Regions from separate parts of the Mus musculus genome. Here all the other regions are linked to region 2. A link is a contact called in public promoter capture Hi-C data. All regions are on one chromosome and are shown on one strand. Each heading gives the region's core, a stretch centred on a gene start, on an enhancer-like site or on the middle of the called end of the contact. The rest is flanking DNA. Distances are from core to core; before and after follow the strand shown. Region 1 holds the start of Rgn (regucalcin). Region 2 holds the start of Kdm6a (lysine (K)-specific demethylase 6A). Region 3 holds the start of Jade3 (jade family PHD finger 3). Region 4 holds the start of Rp2 (retinitis pigmentosa 2 homolog). Region 5 holds the start of Slc9a7 (solute carrier family 9 (sodium/hydrogen exchanger), member 7).

Evidence for each region. Promoter capture Hi-C pulls out the DNA fragments that hold promoters and counts their contacts.
Region 1: a promoter capture Hi-C map of liver shows a contact between it and region 2, with 5 times the contacts expected there. The contact joins the promoter of Rgn here to the promoter of Kdm6a in region 2. A contact is called at or near these places in 3 of 39 promoter capture datasets (hippocampal neurons and liver).
Region 3: a promoter capture Hi-C map of liver shows a contact between it and region 2, with 7 times the contacts expected there. The contact joins the promoter of Jade3 here to the promoter of Kdm6a in region 2. A contact is called at or near these places in 5 of 39 promoter capture datasets (the 3T3-L1 cell line, cranial neural crest, liver and 2 more) and 1 of 115 datasets of contacts at active chromatin or transcription factors (large pre-B cells).
Region 4: a contact with region 2 is called in a promoter capture Hi-C map of pre-B cells. The contact joins the promoter of Rp2 here to the promoter of Kdm6a in region 2. A contact is called at or near these places in 7 of 39 promoter capture datasets (the 3T3-L1 cell line, cranial neural crest, erythroid cells and 4 more) and 1 of 9 other capture datasets (liver).
Region 5: a promoter capture Hi-C map of pre-B cells shows a contact between it and region 2, with 7 times the contacts expected there. The contact joins the promoter of Slc9a7 here to the promoter of Kdm6a in region 2. A contact is called at or near these places in 4 of 39 promoter capture datasets (cranial neural crest, hippocampal neurons, liver and 1 more).

What each region holds. Positions count from the first base shown.
Region 1 is chrX:20,548,293-20,552,747 of GRCm38.p6, forward strand. Rgn (regucalcin) reads left to right here and starts at 1,526. Exons shown (of 7, transcript NM_009060.2): 1 at 1,526-1,581; 2 at 2,071-2,249; 3 at 4,028-4,210. The coding sequence starts at 2,087.
Region 2 is chrX:18,159,426-18,164,060 of GRCm38.p6, forward strand. It overlaps Kdm6a (lysine (K)-specific demethylase 6A), which reads left to right and starts at 3,150. Exons shown (of 29, transcript NM_001310444.1): 1 at 3,150-3,747; 2 at 3,959-4,022. The coding sequence starts at 3,581.
Region 3 is chrX:20,423,993-20,429,097 of GRCm38.p6, forward strand. It overlaps Jade3 (jade family PHD finger 3), which reads left to right and starts at 1,696. Exons shown (of 13, transcript NM_199317.2): 1 at 1,696-1,838; 2 at 5,031-5,105.
Region 4 is chrX:20,360,825-20,365,919 of GRCm38.p6, forward strand. Rp2 (retinitis pigmentosa 2 homolog) reads left to right here and starts at 3,657. Exons shown (of 5, transcript NM_133669.5): 1 at 3,657-4,004. The coding sequence starts at 3,912.
Region 5 is chrX:20,289,769-20,294,442 of GRCm38.p6, forward strand. Slc9a7 (solute carrier family 9 (sodium/hydrogen exchanger), member 7) reads right to left here and starts at 2,059. Exons shown (of 17, transcript NM_177353.4): 1 at 1,592-2,059. The coding sequence starts at 1,916.

The DNA of each region.
Region 1 (4,455 bases), core at 276-2,775, 2.4 Mb after region 2:
CCTTCCCAAGGTTCTCTGCCTAGCCTTTGAATCCACTGCACTGTCACTAGCCCTGTGAATAACCGGGACAGGACCGTCTTGGTGGGTAAGATGAAGAAGCTAGATTTGGGCGAAGGCCCCTGGGAAGCTAGATTTGTTCACCCCAATCCGGCGCTGAGACTGCTCTGTGAGTAGCCAGTGAGCCCCGTGGCAGGAGCAAGGCAGCGGGAGTTTAGCTTCCCAGAGTTCGGCCATTGTTGTCACTGTCCCCTGCCCCTGGAGGCTGCAGCAGTGTTACCCTTTTGGTACAGGTACTTCACTTGCAGCGCGGACCCCTGATTATCAGTCCTCTATCACCACCCTTCCCCCCCACCCCGCCCCGCCCAAGCCACCAGTTTGCAGCCAGAATTCCTGGTAGAAACAGGTCCTTTGGCAGCACTGCCCCCACCCCTCCACACACATCGCTTGCAAGACAAACTGTGGGGTTAAGCTATTGCAAAACTCCAACATCTGATCTTGGGGCTTATCTACGATTGATAGCATGAAAGCCCTTTGGAGCCTGGGCCAATTTTTAACAGCCAATGAAAATGGCAAATGCTACAGCGCTGGTAGTTAATAATTTGAGACAGTTCTGAGCTATATTCCCAAAAACATGCAGTTTATTCAAGGAAACATTAAACCACAAGTTATTTTCCTCCCCCTCCTCCTTGGATTCATTTGCCCACCCATGTGTAGGACTGCCTAGTTCAAAGCAGTAAGACCCCCTGGGGGAACCGTTGAAGGTGCTGGCAATTTCCATCAGCTAATGTCTACTGGGGTAGACTGCAAAGTTCCTTCCCCTTCAAGGGAGAATTCTTGACTGATCTCTCTCTCTTTTTTTTTTCCTGATAGTTTTTCTCTTCTCTTCTCTTCTTTCTCCCAGTTCACTGGTCTTTGGCCTAAAGTCCAAGCATAGAATGTTCTTTGCCTGTGGGGTTCAAGGCTCCCTGCCAAACTGGCCTCATGCAAGGAAGCAAGATACAACTAAGGGGGCTGTGAGTTCATCTATTCCAGTGGAGCTGGAGGCATAGCTCTGTAGCAGAATACATTCAAGGTCCTAGTTCTATCCCAGAACTACCAGTACAAAACAAGCAAGCAACTGTATACATCCCAGGGGAAAATGCCCCTCATACCTGCCATTATCTGAATTGAAAATGAACATGAGTTGGGGTTGGAGATAGGGACAGTGCCAGCTCTTCATCCCAGGGCCTGGAACAGGCTACATACCTCAGCCATATACCAAGCCTCTGGCTGTTAACTTAATTCAGTATATTATCACTGATGTACACATTCCTAAAACTGGCTGCTCCCCCCCCCCGCCCCCCCCCAGGGAAATCAATAGCATCAATGAATGAGGGAGAGGTGGCAGCATGAAAAGGTAACCTGCAGACACCCAGAGGGGCCACCAATGAGGGAGCTGCCCACCCCTTGGAGGTCAGAGTGCTGCCATAAAAAGCACTGGCTAGCAAGCGTGCCAGGAGTCATTACAGCCCAGGTGTGGATAGTGGAGTTTTTCCTTTGTCTACTATTTTAAAGGTATCTTGAAAAAAAAAAACTTCACTGGTAAGTTGACTGAAGACGTTTCATGTCATGTCTTATTAGCTCCTTCTTCCTACAATCACCTCCTGTCTTGCTGTACACCTTGCTCCGATTGGGAGTTGAGGAACTACATCCACTTGTCTATTTTGATCCAATACTGGCATACCTAAGGGAGCTTTCCATTTGTTCCCAGATGGCTGTGATAAAATTAATCTTATAATAAAACAAGTAACATTTTTGACTTCTCAGTGCATATAAAAGTCAGAATTTACAGTGTACAGAAATGCTACTGAGTGTTCCTTAACTTAAAAAAAAATCCTTTATTGCTCAAAGTTTTAAATACTGTCTAAGATGTTGAAAACATAGTGCAGATAGAACCGTTCAATGCAGGATTGCTGCTAACCTGTGATTTGTGAAAACTATACCCGCACAGAGCCACACCTCACGATGTGCCTGCCATCTCTACTAAATTTGCTCCATTCAACTGCATTGCCTTTTTTCTGTTTCTTTCAGTCCTTTTCCTGTGACCATGTCTTCCATCAAAGTTGAATGTGTTTTACGGGAGAACTACAGGTGTGGGGAGTCTCCTGTATGGGAGGAAGCGTCACAGTCGCTACTGTTTGTAGATATCCCTTCAAAGATTATTTGTCGATGGGATACGGTCAGCAATCAAGTGCAGCGAGTTGCTGTGGGTAAGTATGAAAACTGAGCTGCTTTCCTTGCAGTGAGCCATCTTTTCCCAGTGCAGGGGCTAATATCACCCTGCTTGTCATTGTCCTGGATCTTTCTGGTTAAAGCCCAACTGAAAATGCTTTGAAACCATGTTGGCTGTGTCTGTGATTCCATGTGTGATTCACTTGAACTCAAATTGGAAGTGATGGCTCTTCCATGCTTTTCTCATCCTCTTGTATGGGTGATAACGTTCCTAGCTTTCTTTGTTTTGGTTTGTGATGCTAGGCCTCAGGCAAACTCATGCTCATTGTGCCACATTATTGTTTTGATGCTTAGGTATTATAGTGTTTCTTTCCTGATTGACTTCCGATGATAGCATCCAGAATGGAAGACTCCATTAATAGCACAGCAAAAGCCATCTACCCTGGTTAGGCCAAAATCACCATTTTAAAACAAAAACCAACAACGGATGTAAGATGTATCTATCACTCACTTCTTTGTGAAAAAGAATTCTTAGGCTTCAAAAGCATCAACCAGGACTGCACAACTGTGGTATTCCTGACAGGACTCCCAAGAGAGCTTTGTGGTTTAAGATAAGGAGTTTCTAGGGCTTTTTTATGGCTCAAAGCAATAGGCTGGGTGTGATTACCAGTAGACAAACAAGTTTCTGGTTTTATTATTGGATTCATGGGAAGAGATACCAGGATTTTCCCCAAATTACAGGAATTTCTGGTTTCTGGTATCTTCCCATGAATCCAACTGACAACTTAAAGCTTGTTTTTTCCTGGTGTTGGGGATTGAATCCAGAAGTTTGTACATACCACTAATTCCATTCCCAGACTAAACGTAGCTTAAAAAAAAAAAAGTGATTTTGTCTGTGTGGGAAGTACTGGTCCTATGGCACATATGTTGAAGTCGGAGGACAACTAGCAGGAGTTTACTCTTTTCACCATGTGTAGAAGTCAGAGGACAACTTTTAGGAGTCTTTCTTCCACTATGAATTTTGAGGAAGGAACTCTGGTCATCTGTTTTCTTTATAAGGCAAGTACTTGCTATGTAGTTACCAAGGTTGATGTAGAACTCACAGATTCTTGCTTCCACTTCTCAAATGCTACTAGGAGCAGCATCTAATTTACCTATCAATGTGTTTATAGCTCCAAAGAAAATGTTTAGCCTCTTCCTTCCCTGGTCCCTCATTCCCAGCATTCACAAAATTCCTACCCCTAATCTGCAAAGCTTCCCACTCATAAAAAGGGTTTGTGTGTTAGCAGGAGTTCAAGAGGCTAAGCTATCAGGAGATATCTCAGGCCATAGTTAGGATCCTTGTTTAAAAAGGTCCTTTATAGGGTCTTGCATATTCCCAGGGCTCTGAAAGGCTTGCATCAACTTCTGAGCAGGGCTTTGTGCTAAGAGAATTTAGCATTCATGGGGTGCTTAGGAAATGTTTCTAAACAAATTCAGATAAATGTATTTCCTGTGAAATTTTGGTAATCTCTTTCTACTTAAAAAGAATTTTTTAAATGCATGAAAGAGTATTAAAACCAGATAAACTAAACTATTAAAGTAAAAAATATAGTAATATAATTAAGAGATATAAAGATTGTTTTTCATTGCAGTCCACATGCATACTTTCAAAAATATTTGAGAGATTAGAAACAATTTATAATTAAATATATTAAAAATAAGGACCTTTTGAAAATGGTACTAACTGGACCCCTTTCCTAAGAGATGTTACAAGACACAATGACCTCTGTGCTACAGGGCCACCAGAGCTTACCTGTTGACTTTGCCTCTGCAGATGCCCCAGTCAGTTCAGTGGCACTTCGACAGTTGGGAGGCTATGTTGCCACCATTGGAACCAAGTTCTGTGCTTTGAACTGGGAAAATCAATCAGTATTTGTCCTAGCCATGGTGGATGAAGATAAGAAAAATAATCGATTCAATGATGGGAAGGTGGATCCTGCTGGGAGATACTTTGCTGGTATGATTTCTTTCTTATTTGTGCCCCTATTTGCTGTCTTTGAATCTTGCTTTGAGTGTGTCTGTGTGTGTGTGTGTGTGTATGTTGCTGTGGGATGAATGAACAAAAAACTATATATGCTAGACAAGTGTTCTATCACAAAAAGTAATACTATATAATGAACACCTCATCTCTATATATGTCCATACCTAGAGTTACTTGTAAACATTTTGTTCTTGTTTTAATATACACTCTATCTAAATCCA
Region 2 (4,635 bases), core at 1,900-4,399:
CAATGCTGTAGATATATACCTAAACATAAAATGAATTAGGATTGCTTGTGGTTGGGCTTATGGGGAGGGTGAAAACTAGGAGGAAGTGATTCTTAGTGTAATGTAGTAACAAACAATTTAGACCACATAGGTGAAAGCAAGAAAAGATCTCAAATATCAAAATTATAAAATTTATTTTTTTGTTTGATGCTGGAGATTGAAAGGCCCTGAGTATGCTAAACACACCCTGAGTCTTAATAAGACTTTGAATTCTGTATTACACATTTAGTACTTTGTTTATCTTATAATATCTAATCTCTCTGTGTTTGTTTTCAAGACAGGGTTTCTTTGTGTAGCCTAAGCTGGCTTCAGACTCAGAGATCCATCTGCCTCTGCCTCTTGATTGCTGGGATTAAAGGTGTGAGCACCCATGCTGACCATAGCATCTAATCTATAAAATGTCATTAAGTGGTTTCTTTTATACTTTGTGTGTGTGTGTGTGTGCACATGCGCTTGTGTTTGTGTCATGGTAAGCCTGTGAAGGTCAGAAGACAACTTGCAGGAATCAGTTTTGGAATCTGGCAAATATTTTGAGGGACTAAGGTTGGTTGCCCCACCATAAAGTGGTAGAGATTAGATTTGTATGATGTAACACAAACCAGGCTCCTATTTTTATATCACTTTGCCTTCTACATTTTAATGCCCTTCTTTGTAGCCTAGCATGACCTTCAACCTAGCACTCTACCAACTGAGCTAAATCAGCCCAGGTTTTTTTTCATAGTTATTATTATTATTATTATTATTATTATTATTGACATACGGTTTCCCTGTGTAGCCCTGGCTGTCCTAGAACTCACTCTGTAGTCCAAGCTGGCCTTGAACTCATAGATCCACCTGCCTCTGCCTCCCAAGTGCTGGCATTAAAGGCATGTGCCACCACTGCCCTGCCATAGTAATAATTATTATAAAACAAAATTTTTCCATTTTTGTATGTCATAAATTTAAAATTGCATTAATTTTGACAGTGACTGAGAAAGGCTCCATGCTTATTTCACATACATTTGACAGCTAAACTATGTAAATGCCAAAAAAATTACATAGACATGTAAGACTTATTTTATATGGACACTGCATGTTTGATGGAGGATAAATCCTTGTAGTTGGCCTGGTTTGGCCAGGCATGATTGTACGTGTCTATTATCCCAGAACTGAGGAGTCTGAGGCAGGAGAACACAGAGGCCAGCCTGGGCTACAGAGCAATACCCTGTTTCATAAAACCTGTGCCCCAATAAACTAGAATTACTCCACATCAAAAACAACAGCTTTGGTTTAGAGGTCACAGAGCTTGCACAAGGATCAGAACCCAGCTGTGCTAGCTAGACTCCAACCCCTCCCTATCACTTTATTTCTAAAACTCTAACCTTATTATTAAAGGGCAGGAAGGCACTCAGACATGGGTTGCTTATATCATTCTTGGAAAGGGACTAAATCAGGAACCAGTAACTTTGGGGACGTGGCCAAATACTGACAGGTTTGATTTCTGTTTGTGCAAGTGTCCATGTGGTAGTGGGGCCAAAAATCTCCCAGGTTTTGAAGGTCACCATTTGTGACATTTAACAATTCGTATGTTAATTTAGCTATAGAAAATATTCAGTCTCTGGTACTCACTCAGTCAAGTAAAATAGAACACCATAGAACATGTTTTGTAAAAGTGTAATTAAACACGAAATATAATCCATACAAAACTAGTTTATTCATCTAGTTACTAGTCTCCAGGCAACAATTTAAAGCTCTGTCTGTCTGCAAAATTAGTTGGGACTTTTATAGTCTCTCATTGAAGAACACAGCTAGGATTTACTGACTCAGCACTTATATATTCTGAAATCTAAATTTAAATATACCCTATTGATTACAGGTGTAAACTTATATAAAACATATAAAGCTTGGTTTATAAACGGATCTTTTCTTCATATAGTCCATTTACTAATATTTTCTATCCCAAAGACTGGAGGTGTGATGAGATACATCACATTATATCTGCCTTTTCAAAATAGTCGATGGAAAGTTTGGTCTATCTCCTGATTATACTATGGGTCAAACACCAGACTTATTTGTACCTGAGGGACAGAACAAGCAAATGTTACTGCTAAGGGTTTCCTATGTAGTGGAAGCAGAAAAAGGCTGGCAGGAAGCTGTGTTGAGGATTCTATTTCTCTAAGGCCAGTTCACATACAGCTCCTACTCTTCCATGGAGTACCCACTGAGATGACAGCAACAGAACCCAACATTCTGAAATCCCCCTCGACAAATTTCACTGTTTCTGTTTTTTTCTTTATAGTATAACGAATTACTGCTAGGGCGTAGGGTATATGCAAGCAGCAGGAATATCTGGCCCGAAAGTGCTGCCAACAGACAGACCTTTGGCGGTGGGGTGCGGGAGCCAGCGCGCCAGACCCCCTGCAGGCGACTGACTCTTCATTCCTCCCTGCCTGGGGTGAGTGGGCGGGGGTCGGGAGACGTTTTCCCCTTCCCCTTTTGAAAGGGTATGGGGCTTCGCGTGGCCTTGTCTAGGGCGGCGCCCAGGCTGCAGGGTATGAAGCCGGCTGCTGCTCCTCTGGCGCACTCCTCGTGGAGGCTATTATTTCTAGCAGTGCGCCTTCTTCCGAGGGCAGAGGTCTGGGGCCGAGTGTTCCCTCCCCGCGACTCAGCTGGTGTCCAGCCCTGTCGGGATCGATATTCCCGGAGTGCGCGAGCGCTAGCAGGACCACCGAAATCACAGTCTTGGCCCACCCTAGGGCTTCCGGGCAGCCAGAGGCTGTCCTAGGCTTTCTCGTTGGCGCTCGCTACAGGCGGTGCCGGACCTCGCCCAGACTGAGCACTCCCCTCCCCCCCCCGATCCCACCACGGCTCCCGAAGGGACACAGCCTGGACCCCTCCATTCTCTGCCTGTGTATTTAAGTAGCACAACCTAACCGGCTGCTCCCACTGGGTGACAACCCTACTCCGGACAGACGTGCCTATCAGCCAACCACCGACCAGAACTGGCGAGCATCCCGCTCTCGGATCTGTGGCGGCCTCGGTGGGCGGGGCTAAAGCAGCTAGCAAGTTAAGTGGAGCCACGACTGACGCGAGTCAACAAAGGTCACGTGAGGCGAGGGGCTGCTCTGGTTGGCTGCGCCGAGCGGGCTGTGAGGGGGGGGTCACGGCAGCGGCGTGGGGTTCGCTGTGTGACACAATTACAACAACTTTGTGCTGGTGCCGGGGAAGTTTGTGTCTCCTACGAATCCCCCCCAGAGCTCCCGCTCCTCGCGCGCTCCGGCCATTCCCGCCGACCCTGCCTGTGGCTGCCCCCTTCCCATCCCCGCGATGTGACCCTACAGCCGAGCCGTCGCCGCTCCGGACCCAGTGGTTCCACAGCCTCTGCTGCCTCTGCCTTCACCTCTACCGCGTTAGGATTTTTCGCTGCCGCCTCTCGCGGCAGAGGAGGAGGCAGAAATAAAGTTGGTGTGCCGGTCTTGTGCGGAGATTGGAGGCGTCCTTGCGGGCTCCGGCCCGGAGAGGGGGGGTGTCGGCGTTGGAGTTGTGAATTCGCTGCGTTTCCATGAAATCCTGCGGAGTGTCGCTCGCTACCGCCGCCGCCGCCGCCGCCGCCGCCGCTTTCGGTGATGAGGAAAAGAAAATGGCGGCGGGAAAAGCGAGCGGCGAGAGCGAGGAGGCGTCCCCCAGCCTGACAGCGGAGGAGAGGGAGGCGCTCGGCGGACTGGACAGGTACGGGGAGCGGGCACTCGCCCGGGCGGCTCGGGACAGGCTGGCGCCACTCTCCGAGGAGGCCGGAGCGCGGCTAGCCTGTGGCGGCCGTGGGGCGGGCACCTCGGCTTGGCGCTCTCGGCTCCGCTGACGCCCGGGCCTCGGGCTTTGGCACGGACGGGTCGGCGCCGATGCCGGGGCACTAACGAGCGGCGTGTGTCTTTCTCCGCAGCCGCCTTTTCGGGTTCGTGAGGTTTCATGAAGATGGCGCCAGGATGAAGGCCCTGCTGGGCAAGGTAAGGCAAACCGCGGGCCGGAGCGCGGACGCGGTCTCTCGAGCCAGAGGCGCGCTCGCCTGGGGCACCGGGGCCGGGTCACCACTCATTGTGGCCTCGAAAGACGGCCGAGGGGCTTCCGGAAAACTATTTCCTGCTACTGCGCTCCCCTCCACCCCCTGATACCTCGCTTGCTCTCTTGAGAGATCACTTCTCTTGGAGCCAGAGGACAGAGGCAGTGGCGCTTTTGGGGCCAAGCTCATGTGGGGCTTCCAAATTGACTACGATTTTACCGCCCTTGGAGGCTAGGCGGATGATCTCTGAGGTGCCTAGGGAGGGTCATGAGTTCGTAAACAGCTGTAGATTTCCTTAAATCCCCCGCTCGTTATCTTCCCTGGTTATTAAGGCTCTTTAGGCAGTCTGTTCCTGATGCCTGCTTTAGTCAAACATTTCGGGATGGCTTCTTGTCTCTGCTCCCTGAAGGGGGAAGTTGCACGTAGTTTAGGTCCGTAAAGAGTTTGCATGGGGTTATTGACTTGTATCATCATCGGTGTGTGCTTTACCTGAAGTTAGGTGATTTGTTTACTTTTTGGATCTTTCTGCCAAAGATCTACCACAGTTGTATGAGTGCGTT
Region 3 (5,105 bases), core at 446-2,945, 2.3 Mb after region 2:
TGGGAGAAAACTTGAGAAGTACTTAGAAAGATGCATGGGACCCCTTTGAATTTTTATGACTGTGGAATTTTTATTATTTTTTTTATTGTTTTATTTTTTGGTTTTCTGAGATAGGGTTTCTCTGTGTAGCCCTGGCTGTCCTGGAACTCACTCTGTAGACCAGGCTGGCCTCGAACTCAGAAATCTGCCTGCCTCTGCCTCCCAAGTGCTGGGATTAAAGGCGTGTGCCACCACTGCCCACATGAATTTTTATTTTTAAATAATTCAACTGTAACAGTAATTGTGGACTAAATATTTTACCACTCATAGACTTACATAAAATAAAGTAGAATCATATCTACAATATGAAAAACAGACAAAATACAAGAGCTCACATTTCTGTTTAAACCTAGAAATATAAGTGAAAATAACTATATTAATTCATCATAATTGTGAATGATGCATTTTCAATTCTAGCAAGGTAAATTAAAAAAAGTTGTTTTCAAGCATCTGTATTTCAAAGGTCCAGGAACCAGTAGTAAATTATGTACACTTGTTTTATATATTACTACTATACATCATGTCTCCCTTATTTATTTGACGCTATTGTCTTCCATAATTGTGACAATGGCTAAGCAAAACAAAAAGTTGCAGGGCAGATGACCAGGGAGCTGGAACGCAGGGGCATAGAATAGACCAAAGCAGGCATTCATGGTGAACTTTTTCTTGTTTGTTTGTGTTTCTCTGTATAACCCTGGCTGTAGTGGAACTCGCTCTGTACACCAGTTTTACATTCTCTATCCAACCCTCTCTGTCTGTCTCAGCCCTAGTTTAAAGTTTTTTTTCCAAATAATTCTGATAGGCCTACCTAAACTATCCAAGACGGCGACCCCTACTTTTAAGTCAACCGATCTTTAATTATAGTACCAAAATATCTCCCCAGGAACACCTGGACGAGGGTTTGAATAACTGGGAGCTGTAGGCTAAGTCGACATCAGAAAAAAAGAAAAAGAAATCAAGAAGTCCCACCCCATCATAAAGCATTTTTGCTCACAACTGGATTAATGTGTTGTCAATTGCCTCCTGGCTTTTATTATTTATCCATGCTTCAAGTCTAAACGTCAGAAATAATGGTCGTCTTAGAGTTTAGGGACGAATTGCACTCGTAGAACTTTACAATCGAGTCAGGAGGGTGGGAAAGCTCAGGCTGGACTTTGCCGGAGCAGGAGCCAGTGCACCTCGCTGGCCCAAGCGCCTAGCAGGGCTGGGACGCCTCAGGGCAGCAGCGCGCGCAGCAGGAGGGGAGGAGAACCCACCTGAAGCGCCGCGCCGCGCGTGCGGGAGCTTGAGGTGGGTGGAGCCTCGAAGCCGGTGGCGCTCGTGACGGCGCCCAGCCCGCCAGAAGATCGCGCGGCGAGCAGACGGCGGGGAGTCAGCCGGGTAGGGCGAGCGCAGCCGGCGGGGGTGGGGGGAGGTGGGGGGGGGTGGGGCGGGGAGTTGCAGTGATGAGGAAGGAAAGGGAAGAGGCGGAGCGTGGGAGCGCACAGTGTCAGGAATACAATAGTGCTCCGCGCCGCCTCGGCTGCCGCCGCCGCCCAGCAGCCTGTCCAGAGCTGAGGCCTGAAGGGCCAGGCGGCCAGGGCCGGGGGCGGGAGCAGAGCGCTAGGGGGCGGCCCCCTCGGCTCCTCGGAAGGCCCGGCCAGGAGGGCGGGGTGAGATTAGGGGGCAGGTGCGAGGGAGGGAAGAGAAGAAAGCAGGCGGCTAGGGGGCGGTTACCACCCTAGCCAGACTCGCCCGGCACGTTGAGGGGGCCCTCAGTGTGCGGCGAGGAAGGAGCGGAGCGAGACGCTGCGCCGGAGGTAGGCGCTCTCGAGGGTGGCCTCGGCACCAGCGAGGTTGTGGGCGTAGTGCGGGTTTAGTGGCGGGAGTGGCGGCCTCGAGGAGTGGGACGCGAGCGGCGTGGAGCTTGGGGTCCCGGCCTTGCCACCCTCGGGGTCGCTCCAGCTCCACGTAGCGGTTGCCCCGGGGTCCCCCCGAGAGCCCCGGAACACAGAGCGTGTGTGGGCTGAGGTAAAGTGCCCAGTCGCCCCGCTGCTGGTGGCGCGCTGTGCCCGGTGGCCCGGGCGGGGGGTTGGGGGGGGGCGCGCGGACACGGACACACGAGCTGGGCTACAGCCTCCCGGACACCTCCGGAGGCGTTGAGCGCCATAACTGTGGCGGCCGTTCCCTTCGGAGTCCCCTCCGGGTGCCCCTTTCCGTGCTTGTCCTGTGCTATCAGGGACTCTTGGGGCCAGACCTCGGGGCTAGAGGGCATGCTCTTTCTGCTGCCTGTGGCTGCCGGGTCCGAGCAGCGAGAGGGCGCACCCTGGCTGTTTGAGCCTTGCGGAGCGGGAAGATACTGAGGGTCCGGAGAGGGCAAGACGGGCAGTGTGGGGAGCAACCAGGCACTCTGAGAGCTGAAATGCCAACCTAGTGGGAGTGCGGGTGCCCTTCCGTCCTCGAACTTTCCTTTCTCCAGTCATTGTTAGGACGCAGTGAGTGTTCGAAGCCCGCAATCGCCCTGAGGTCTAGGGGTGGGAAAATCGCCAGGGATATGCCAATTAAGGGGAGATTTTTCTGCCACCGGGCATAGTTGTTAACTTTTCTCCAGCTCCTCTGAGGGAGCCACATCGATTTTATTTTATTTTATTTTTTTAATCCTCCCAGCCTTTTCCTCCTGCTTTTCGGAGCAGAGTTTTGGTGGAATTGGGCTTTAAATTACACAGGGCAAACAGCGTTCATTATTTGTAAGGAAGAAAGTGGGGTGGGAAGAAAGTGTGGGGGGGGGGGACTCTTTAGTGAGTGTCCTTAATGGTGGCATGTGAAGATACACTTAAGAGTTTATCTCTTTGCAGCCCTAGGACATACGTACCTTGTAGGGCTTTCACAAGAAACTTGTTTGACCACTCCACTGGCGTTGAGTCACAAGGAAAGATGTGCACAAGGGTCGACCAACCCCGCCTTGTGAGATGCACTTAACTGTAAGGCTGAGGATGAGAACCTCACCCTCCACCCGCCACAGTTTGATTGTATAAGAAATAAAAACCATGGTGACAGAGATTTCAGTGTCCTAGAGGAAAAGGTGACCTCATTCCCTGCGTTCAGTCAGATAAAGATAACTGCTCCTCTCAAAACTCTGAAAAGTAATGAAAAACAAAATAGGTAGAAACTGGTTGCACAACCTCGTTGCCTAGTGCACCTAACCAGAATCTTCTTTCCCAGAGTGCTTCTCTTAAATACCTTGCCTGCAGCCATTTCTCCTCAGCCTGGAGGGTGGAGAGTGGGGGTGGAGAGCAGAGCACAGCAGAGTCCACTTGAACAAAGCATTGTATTTTACTTAGTTTAATATTTCTATAACATCTGTAATGGTAGGAATATAGAGCCTAGCCTTTGTACCCTTTAAATAGTGTGGCTCTTACATATTATCTGATGATTCTGGATAAGTAAAAATAGATTTTTTTCTTTTTTTGTTTAACCTTAAGAGTGTTCTACTTCCATAACTAACATTTTCTTTTTTTATTTTAGATGAGCTCTGACTTCAAATACTTGAGTTATTAGAGGATAAACTCTCCCGTCAAGGATTACAGAAGTTGGGAGGGGGATGCTGTTCATATTCAATTGAAGAGTGCCCAATTCATATTAAGCTCTCGACATTAGTTACCATCATTGTCACCTTTCTTTCACATGTGTTCTGTACACCTCTGTTCACTAGAGAAGAGCTCTTATTCCAATACTGTTGCTTTAAAATACTTTAAAATACAATATTATTCCTCACAATTTTTTCAGTTAGCAACTAATACAGGTTACAGTGTTCTAACTCCAGGATCCACACTCTTTCTTCTTTTCTGAATCAAGCCATGGCACTGGGATATGAATCTTGGTCATGGGCAGTTCAAAAGGAAGTACCCAGGAATGACTTGGAGGCTGTTTTCAGGACACACAAGCTTTTGGAACATTTGCGAACCACTTTCTGGCCTGTAGAGGAGATTCTCAGTATCATCACACCTAATAATGCAGGGGCAGTTATCATACCCGAGTGATAAGAGTTAGTAAAAGCTAAAGTACAAGGATGTTGAAGACTTATAGATTTTGTATGGCCATCTCCTTTTTATACTGCTTATTTTATCCCTTTCTTATGTTCTACCAACCATAACAAATGTTCTCTAAGCGATACAAAGCCATCTCCTGTTTTTTTTTTTAACTTTGAAGTTTAGCTGAAACTAATCATATTTTTGAGGGTGTTGAGGGAATCAGGAACTATCAGGTGTTTATGGAAACGTGACATTAGAGAGCTCTTAGAAGCTTTGATCATGGATGCAGAGAGGAAGGCTAAAAATGAGGTTGAATATTATCATGGGACATAATGTATGTACCTCTTCATGGAGCTTAGAAAAAACAGGAGCTGAAGAAAATAGAATATGCTGATTTATATTAAGATAATTTCTTATTAGGGGATAATTTACTGTGATTTTTTTTTTTTTTTTTGAGACCGGGTTTCTCTGTATAGCCCTGGCTGTCCTGGAATTCACTTTGTAGACCAGGCTGGCCTCGAACTCAGAAATCCGCCTGCCTCTGCCTCCCGAGTGCTGGGATTAAAGACGTGTGCCACCACGCCCGGCTTAATTTACTGTGATCTTTACTTGCCTCATTTTTCTAAATGAGAGGTGGGTGTCCAGTGATACCCATCTGGCTGTATCCTAGCCATAATTTTTGGTGTTGAAAATTGAACCCAGAGCTTTGCCTATGCTAAGCAAGCATTCTACCACTGAGCTACCTACCCCTTATCCCAATACCTTTATAAAGTGGGGACGTGTAGCTGATTTACAAATTTGTATTGTTCTAGTTTACTGTAGCTAAGAAAATTAAAGCATTTTCAGGTTTGTGGGGTGGGGTTGGATGGTTAGAAGTAATGAATAAAAGGGTGCTAGCAGGTGATCATTACAGATAATTTACTATTGTTTTAAGTTTTCTGTTTTGTGACTCCCCGTGCTCCATTTTTGTCCTTTCTGTAGGTCTTTCCATAGACAACAGAAGCAAGGCTCCTATAATCAAAAGTGCCTCTTTGCTGAGTCATTGGGAAAAACTTG
Region 4 (5,095 bases), core at 2,407-4,906, 2.2 Mb after region 2:
GCAGAGGAAGACCCCAGTGTATTGGAGATGACAGTACCATGGGATGACCACCAAAACAGCATCAGCAGTGGAGCGGACCAACCTGAGCTTAGAGTGCTACAGAGGGCAGAGCTGAAGAAGTGACAGCAGCCCTTTGGAGGAGCCCAGAAGATCATGTGTGGATTCCAGACATTGAAACAAGAAGCTGTAACATTGAAGTTGCCTTAGAGACCCCAAGATGTTCAAGATGCCGGAGCATTGGGCTATCTGCTGAGGAAAGCTGATAACAGGGAGTGGAACCAGCTCAGGAGAAAAAAAAATTGTTCCAGTCAACAAAGATGAAAATGGAGTTGAAGATCTGAAGACTGCTTTGATGTCAGACATGGCGATACAGAGTTTAGAGTTTGCCCAGCTGGTTTCCTGTTTTGCTTTGGGAATGTTAAGTGATTCGATGAATCTTAGAAGAGACTTTGAACTTTGGACTTTTAACATTATTGATACTACTATAGACTATGGAGACTTTGGAAGTTGGGCTAAATGTGTTTTGCATTATGCTATGTTTAGGTATGGCCCCCATAGACTCATATGTTTGAATAAGGCTATGGGGACCATGGAGTGAAATGTGATGGTTTGTATATGCTTGGCCCAGGGAGTGGCACTATTAGAGGGTGTGGCCCTGTTGGAGTAGGTGTGTCACTGTGGGTGTGGGTTTTAAGACCCTCATTCTAGCTGCCTGGAAGTGAGTCTTTCACTAGTAGCCTTCAGTTGATGATGTCGAATTCTCAACTCTACCTACACTATGCCTGCCATGCTCCCACCTTGATGATAATGAACTAAACCTCTGAACCTGTAATCCAGCCCCCAAATAAATGTTGTCCTTATAAGAGTTGCCTTGGTCATAGTGTCTGTTCACAACAGTAAAATCCTAACTAAGACAGGTGGGAAGTGTCTACCTAGGCAGAAGTAATTGAACTTATGCTTGTGTCTAGCACATACTTTTGTAGGACTTGTTCACCACCTACTTTTATAATATGGAACTCATTCCTGCCATTGCAGCAATTAGAACATATGTGCACATCTGTCTACAGACGATTAACTGGCAAAAAAAATTGTCTGATTATCTCCCTTCAGAGTCTGAGTTAATGTATAAGGGGCTCATTGTACATTCTGCACACTGGGACAGAAGAGTCAGGACTCGAGATAGAATGGCAGTTGGCAGCAATGTATATGCTGATTAGTAAGGACAGAGCTGGCTTGCCAAAAAAAGTCATGGGAATTTATGGTGGAAGGAACTAAAGAGAGACATGGAGAAGGCAGAGACAGAGACAGAGACAGAGTCAGACAGAGAGACAGATAAAGACAGAGAGACATAGGCCTGGTGACTTTTAATCCCAGCTACTTGAGAGGCAAAAACAGGGGACTCAGTTTAATGCCTGTCTGGGTTAATGGGCAACTTAGCCAGACCCTTTCTCAAAATTTAAAGTACTTTGTAAAGGCACAGGGAGGTATTCACGATTTATGTTGGTGGTATAGCACCTGCCTAGTAGGTATAACATGTGCAAGGCTTTAGTTTAATCCCTAGCACCTCTGAAGAAGAAGAAAAAAGAGCAAGAGAGCAAAACAGATCACTAATCTTTGTGTATTAGCTTTTTAATCCTGGTTGTTCTTGGGTTGGTGGGGGCTATATGGAAAGAAGAGACAGTGTCTCAAGTAGCCCAGGCCAGTCTTGAACTCCATTCTGCTTCTAACTCTCAAATGCTGAGAATATATTGCCACACCCAGCTATAATTTGTATGATTTCAATTTAATTTTGATTTAATTTGATTTGGGATTAGACTGACAGTGAGATGAGAGTTAACCAAGTGCCTTCAGTTTTATTTGAGGATCTCTAAAAACTAATTACAGGTTGATCTAGATTTTGTTTCAGATTTGAGTTTCTCAAGAGCATGTGTTTCAAAGCAATGAGTTAGGGCTGGAGAGATGGATCAGCAGTTAAGAGCACTGGCTGCTCTCCCAGAGGTCCTGAGCTCAATTCCCAGCAACCACATGGTGGTTCACAACCATCTGTAATGGGCTCTGATGCCCTTTTCTGCTGTGTCTGAAGAGAGTGACAGTGTACACACATACATAAAATAAACAAATAATTTTAAAAGGGTGTGCTCAAAGCAATGAGTTTTAGAAATTCTTTCTCTAAAATTAGTTTTATTGAGTTGTGTCTTTATGAAGAACATGATCCATGAGGGACAGAGGATCTGAATTTTTCTAGTTCTTGCTCAATTCCATTCATTGTGACCACAGATTCATCCCTGGATTTCAGCTTCTTATTCTGCACTCTGCAGTGATCAAACTTTTGCTATTCTATGAATATAAATTAGCAGCAGGGCTCTAATACAAAACTATCCTCACATAGAACTTTGATCTGACTGAAGAAAAAGGCAGTAATGCACAGCTTTTATTGTCCAAGACCTGGAGCTTAACTTTCAGGTCATTTATAATTCTTAAGCACTGTACCCTTCTTCCTGGTTGTACAAAAAGGGCAGGAAGTGAAAGGAGGAACAATCTTAATGCCCAAATTGAGTCAGAGGCTCTTTTAGAATCTACATTAAATGTGATAGGTATGGTCAAGTAAAAAGATAAACAAATTTGAAAGTGCTAGTCTGCATTTGATGTCTTATCATGATGTTTTAATACTGTATCTCAGAGAAATCAACTTATTATGAAAGCAATACATGGGCATTGTACTCAAAGTCCACCCAAATACAACAAATGTTAATGATTGTGTATATTTTTATGTTTTCACGCGAACTTTGTACCATTTGCTTTGAACAGATCAGGTTGTTTATATGATAGGGTTTATATCCTCTATTAGACTTTGCACTGCTTGAGTTCCTAAAGCTCCTTTGTGGTGAGTCAACATGCCTCTCTTACCCTCTATAGTTGGACTACTGTCTTTTGGAAGAGATTGGAAAAAGGTTATATGTGCTTCTGTCATTGGATGCATAAGCTGAGAGATTCAAAGGTACATGCCTTTTTGTAATATCCTTTTGCTCCCAGATTCACTGTTCTAGTAAGGAGACAATACTAGGTTTTTATCCTAAATACTTGTCCAATTTTGGAGAGATAAGTGGAAGCTTTTAGACATCCCTCAAAGGATTGGAGAGATGGCTCAGTGTTTAAGATCATTTGCTCCTCTTGCAGAGGATCCAGGTTCGCTCCCTAGCACTTGCTTGATGGCTTACAACTATTAGTAACCAGGAGATTTGAGCCCTCTCCTGACCTCTACAGACACCAGACATGAACAGTTCGACCAGAAGCTTGTGGGTTCCCTAGAAAGGTACTGAAAGGGAGGAGTGAAGGACACAAATTTGTTTTACAAAATCAGCAAGATTTTTTTCCCTAGCAATTTTTGTCATAAAACAAGTCCACTACTCTGTATGGCATCCCCTCCAGAGCTTAAATTTTGGAAACTTTCGAAATTTGAGCACCGGGTCAGGAAAAGGTACTCAGCCCAATCAAACAGCAGCCAGCTAGCCCAGCCTAGTTCACTAGAGGGGAGAAGCTGGGGGTGGAGTAGGACCGACCTGGGGACGGGGCCCTCGGTGAGAGCACCTGAGCTGGCCAGCCCCCCGCTGACGTAGGATTGGTGAATGAATACTTTGGCCTGAGCTCATAGGAGCAGAGCAGCTTGCGAGGCATTGATTGGCTCAGAGGCTGCTGCCCGCTTATTGGTTGCCATAGGTCGTCACGGAGACCTAGGGGGTTGGGCGGAGAAGGGTGTTGGGCCTGGCGGGAGTGCTGAGGGTTCCTGGCGGCGGGGCTGCTCCCCTGGGCGGTGTCCGGGGAGCTGTTGGCCGAGTCACCCTGGCTTCCCGCCACCCTCTGAAAGGTGTCTGAGCGAGTGGGGTCCACTACCAAGACCCTTAGGCCGCACCATGGGCTGCTGCTTCACTAAGAGGAGGAAGAGTGAAAAGGCTGAGGGAGAGGAGGAGCAGCCCAAGCTGTACAGCTGGGACCAGCGGGAGAAGGTGATGTTTTGGGGATCCCTTGCTTTGGGCCCTCCTCGGCTGCCCTTTGCAGCAGATGAAAGCGGGCAGTTTGGCGGGTGGCCCACAACTGGCTTTCACTGGCGCGCACAGGCAGCTGAAGTCGCACGACTTTGGGGGCGGGATGTGAAGGGCCCAAAGGAGGCATAGAGTTAGTGGTCAGCCTAACTAGACTCCCAGGGCCTCTCTGTAGGCTCTGCACCCCGACTCCGGATTCTAGAAAGGACTCCAGGGAGGGAAAGAGCCAGGAAGGTGCTGAATCTCCAATCAGCTCATTTCACCAGCGTTGGCCAAAGGGGTTTGGTCCAGTGGTCGAATTACACACGCAAGACTGGTTCTCATCTTTTCTGCGGTTTGTATTCCCAAGCTGTTACTCTTTTGTCTGCTCTCCTCTGAAAATCGCTTTTGGTGCCTCTTGGTGTTACTCAGTTATTAAATGGACTGTTTCATGTCTACCTTTATTCTCGTCTTCCATTTATCAGAAAAGAATAATGAAAATTGAGGCAGTCTTGGAGTGTATTGTGTAAGGTGAAAGTACCCAACACAAACCAGGAAGTAGTTTATTATTGCAGCTTTATATGAACGAAAATGCCATATATATATATATGTACACACACACATACACACACACATATATACATATGTGTGTGTGTATATATATATATATATATATATATATATATATATATATATATATATATATATATATATATATATATATATATATATATATATCTCAAAAGGTTTGAAAAAGTCTCCTAATCTTGCACAAAACACACTTACTTAGGCATACATTTCACAATGGTTCCTCTTTCTACAAAGTTCTTCTTTTCTTCTTAGTGTAGTTGCTTTGTAAAACACTTAATAGACATCAATTATTATAGTTTCTCAAACAAAATAAGAACGCTTGTTCTTTTAAATGGGTGTCATGAACAGTTAACTATTGCTTAATGCAACAACTTTGACCAGAAGTACTAAAGTCTTGTTTTGTTATAACCAGTCATCCTGCATCCTTGTTTGGTATGACAAATCATCCTGCATCATTTCAAATCCCCAGCAGAATTTAGGCATTC
Region 5 (4,674 bases), core at 809-3,308, 2.1 Mb after region 2:
TTTGTATAAACATACAAAGGCAGTCTTCATTTCCAACGTGGCTCTGAGTCAATAACCTAAAATGGCAACGTACTTCAGTTCCTCACTATCTGCTAGGAAACATCTCAGTTTACCTGCTTTCCTCATGTCACTCATTTGTGACCAAATAACACAAACTACAAAGGCTCCATGAGCAGGTATGGAGGCCAAAGTCTGTCCTGAGACCTGTGCTTTCCGATAACCAACTAGGTTTATGGTTTTCTGGTTTCAAGATCTATTTAGGCCACTACTTCCATACTGGAAGATTCCTGACAGCACTAGTCCCTCATACAATTTTTCTGAAAGGGTTTGGTAGCCATAAGCCCTGGTTATTAATAACTAAACAGGAACCATAAGACCTGTAAGGCCCAGGACCAAGAGTAATTTCCACATTAAAGATTAAGCTACCTGCTTTCCATTCTCTGTCAGAGATCCCTGAATAGAAATTGAGTGGAGTATATACTGTGATGAAGTAACATGCTCTAGCTTGTGAAACAGTCCATCAGAGTCTCAGTCAGTCTCTCTCTCCCTCTCTCCCTCTCTCTCCCTCCCTCCCTTCCTCCCTGGCTCCCTCCTTCTCTCTCCACTATAGGATGCTGCTTTGAGGGAGTTAACATCTCTGAATTAAATTAAAAAGAATGCTTGGCTCTAGTTTGGAGTCCATTGGGGGTGGAGGTGACAGGAGGCACACAGAGAGAAAACAGGATGACTCAGATTGTGGCTGTTATTATCCATGTCCTAGCCTTGCCCATGTAATATGCTGTATACTACTAAATCACTAAATCCAGAAAGGATAGTGGGATCAGCCCATCCTTAACAAAAGAGGACTGACTCCAAGATTAAAACCATCACTTTTCTCTCCACGAACTCAGAAATGTATGTTATATTTTAGGGTTATAAGAGCTACCCTTGACTTGCAAAAGGCATAACTTCCCAATGAGACATAAGGGTACCTGTCTCTAGTTAGGCCTGACATTGTGGTGTCATCAGTCTGGGTCCTAAACCACGCTCATCTTTCTCTGTATTCCTCATTGCACTTTATTAACAAGAAATGAAAGAACACAAACATCAGAAGTGGGCACCAACCTGCGATGACCACCATGAGCAACCCAAGTCAAGATTTACATTCAGCCCTCTTTCTCACGCTCTGTGGCCTGTCCCCTGGGGTGGCACAGCTCCCTGGGAAATCCCCCAATACCTTTTGCAGATCTAAACTGGGGCGGGGAGTGGGGAATCAATGCTGATGGAGAGCAGCACAACCGAGATAAAATGAAGCAAAGGGATCAAGGAGCCACCTCTGTATCTTTCATCTTAGTTCCTAGTAAAGAAACGTCGAAACGGGAACACCCCCCCCCCCACACACACACACACACACACACACACAAAATGCTTTTTAACCGTTGCAGAAAGCCAGAAAAATGCAGACAGTTGACCTTGGAAACCCACAGCGTCTCAGCGGGAAACGCAAATGAAGAAACTCATTTGGAAGTGAAGCAGGAGCACTGCGCGGCACCGGGAGGAGTACGGCCAGCTGCCCTAGGGACCTGGGCCGTGGCAGTAGCAGGGGACTCACCATAAATCATGGCCAGCCCGGTCTCATGAAGGAAACGCACCCGGCGGTGCTTGAAAAGCCAGATGGTGAGGATGGTGAGGGTGAGCAGCAGGATGAAGGTGAGCAGGCTCACGCTGTCCTGCCGGTGGCTCTCCTCCGCCTCCTTCTCGGTGGCAAGCTCCTCCATGGCGCTGCTGTCCTCAGCCGCCGCCCCAGAGGAGGCCGCGGCCCCAGCCCGCAGCCCCCGACCCAGCAGCACAGGCAACAGTGGCAGCAGCAGCAGCCGCGGCGACAGCCCCCGAAAAGCTCTCCCGGGACCCGGGCGCGCCGCGTCACTAGGCTCCATGACTCCGGGTCGCCCGTGCCTCTTCCACGCGGGGACCAGCTCGCGCCGTCGGCAGCTTCCAGCGGTGCCGCGGACTTACCCCGGTGGCCACAGCCGCAGCTCCTCCTCCCGCTGCTCGCGCCTGGCCAGGGCTGCGCCAAGCTGCGGGGGAGGGGCACGCGCAGTGCGCAGGATCCCCAAGCGCCACCCCCCGCCCGCGCACCTGTTCATCCCCCGCCTAGAGGAGCAGCAAGGCCACCAGGCTGGCTGTCCGGGCGGGGCGAGCTCTATCCTCCCTCTGCCAGGAGGGCGGCTAGCCCTTCCACTGCGCCACCGAGCTGCTGGCCGTGTCCAAGCGTACCTGGTCAGACTGTCTGGGGTCGGCAAGCCAGTTCCTGAGTTGTAGCTACCACGTCACCTAAAAGAGATGGCAGAGGTCATTCGCTCCTGGCAAGGGACATCAACTTGGATCAATTCATTGCTAGGTCTCCAGACCTGTCCTTAGCGCCACGCTCAGAGTTTGAAGTCACAGGGGTCTGTGGCCTCTCTGAGCCCAGTAAAGTGGGGGTACCCAGGAGTTACAAAGTCATGTCACTGTCTATACACACGGACGCGCGCGCACACACACACACACACATACACACCACCTACTTCAATTTTTCTCACCTTTCGGGCTGTATCCAGAGTTTCAGAACTCCCCAGAGTCTTTTAGGCATTATTCAAATAAACTGTGTTCAAGTCAGCTTCAGGGTTGTAAGGGCAATTCGTGAGAGCCATGAAATAAATACCTCCAGCATCTAGATTGCAACTAATCCCCTTGGGGAAAGAGGGTTGAATTAGAGAGAACTAAAGACTCTTGCCATTTTGTGTAGAAGAGCTGCAGATGGTGTACCAAGGGTACCCTTTTAATGCTGTCTTCCTGTTAACTTTGAAAACAAGGGGGGGGGGGCTTTAGTTAAGCTTTTAGGATCAAGCCCAGCTCCGAATTAGGACAAGGTCTTCAGAAGACAAAAGCTTTTGGAAGAAATTCTAATAACTAGAATAGTTATTCTCTAGACTAACTAGAGCAACCACCTTGTTTCTCAAGTCAAGGAAGAAAAGAAAGCTTAATATGATCAGTCACCTCCTGATGTTGAGCATTCTATTTGCTGAATCTCTCTCTGAGATCCCTACCAACTGCCCATGCTTTTTTGGCCAGAGGAGTTTTTACAGTCAGGAGAATTCACTGAAGGACACAGGGAAACTCTTCAGAACATACCTACATCCTCTCTAGGTGAACATTTAGACAAAACTGCATAGTACCTTCTTCACACCATGGAATCTCTTCATCTTGATTTTAGCCAGGATCTTTTGCTACTCCTCCACAAATATATGAGACACTGCAAACAAGAACCACCTCACTGTGCATAGTTCATGCCTCAAACTGAGATAATGAAATATTTGGACCTATTTTAATTGACCATGCTATTTGAAAATGGTTTCTTCTAACAGCAGACAACCAGAAGACTAATTCTCACATAAAGTAGTTGACTTGGGAAGAGCATGAAAAGTCTCACCCACCTATTCATAAATATATACCGAAGAAAACACACTGTTATCCACACATAGTTATATTTGCAAACTATCTTATGCAACCCAAAGGTTCTGATTCCAATTAACACAGACTAATCCACTCAACTGATTTTCCCCAGGTATGGTGTCTCTATGCCTATAATCACAGCTACTCCAGAGGCTGAGGTGAGAGGAATTGAATTAGGGAGTTCAAGGTTAGCCTGGGCAACATAACAAGATTTACCTGACCATCCCAAAACAAACGTGAGCAAACTACATAGAGAGGCCATTAAATATTCTGAAAAGAAAATGGTGACGGCTCACTTCATGAAGAACAGCAGAACTAAAGCAAATCAGGATTAGCAGTGAATTCACCATTCATTTTTTCTTCCAGTCTTCACCAAAATAGACTCAAGCCAACCTAGAAGGGTGAATTGATATAGACAAAGAGAGCTCCAGAAAGAGGAGGAAATAGGTCTCCTAATGCTCAGAGAACATAGAAGAAATGCCATTTGATTTCTTCCTTTGTGATCTTGTACACTGTGGCAGCTGCACAGTGATGGAAGCAGTCAGACTGCCAGGAGTGGGGACAATCTTCCCCTCTGGTTAGAGGGACTTTGGTCCAAGACAGTGGATGCCATTCCCCAAAGCTTCATATCTCTCTCTCTCTCTCTCTCTCTCTCTCTCTCTCTCTCTCTCTCTCCCTGTCCTACCCGCTTCCTCCTTCCCTCCCTCTTCATTTGTCTCCACTCCTGCTGCTTGGAGACAAAGTTAAAAGAAGTTAATAGCAGACTTCTAATCAAGACTTCTATTTTTCTCTAATAAACCCCAGGGACTTCAAATTACCAGAGAGACTGTGGAAGAGAAGCTCAAAGGAAAAGTTGTTTGGGAATTCCTAAATTCACTCTAACCTGAATGCTGGTAAAATTGTGTGTATGATCCCAGTACTTAGGGGACAGAGGCAGGAATATACTGAGATTAAGACTTGCCTGGGTTATATAGCAAGTTCAGGTCATGCTGGGATATTCAACAAGACACTGAGTCAAAAACCAAATGAACAAATAAAAATATAAAACATATAGTTTTGCATAATTTTCAAAAATGTAGTTAGCTTTGGCAGTGCAATCCACAAAGTGCAAGTCAGAATTTGTGGTCTAAACAAAACCATTTTGATTACAAGTTAAAACAAAAATGAAAATATAACATAAAACTTTAAATATTCAACTTT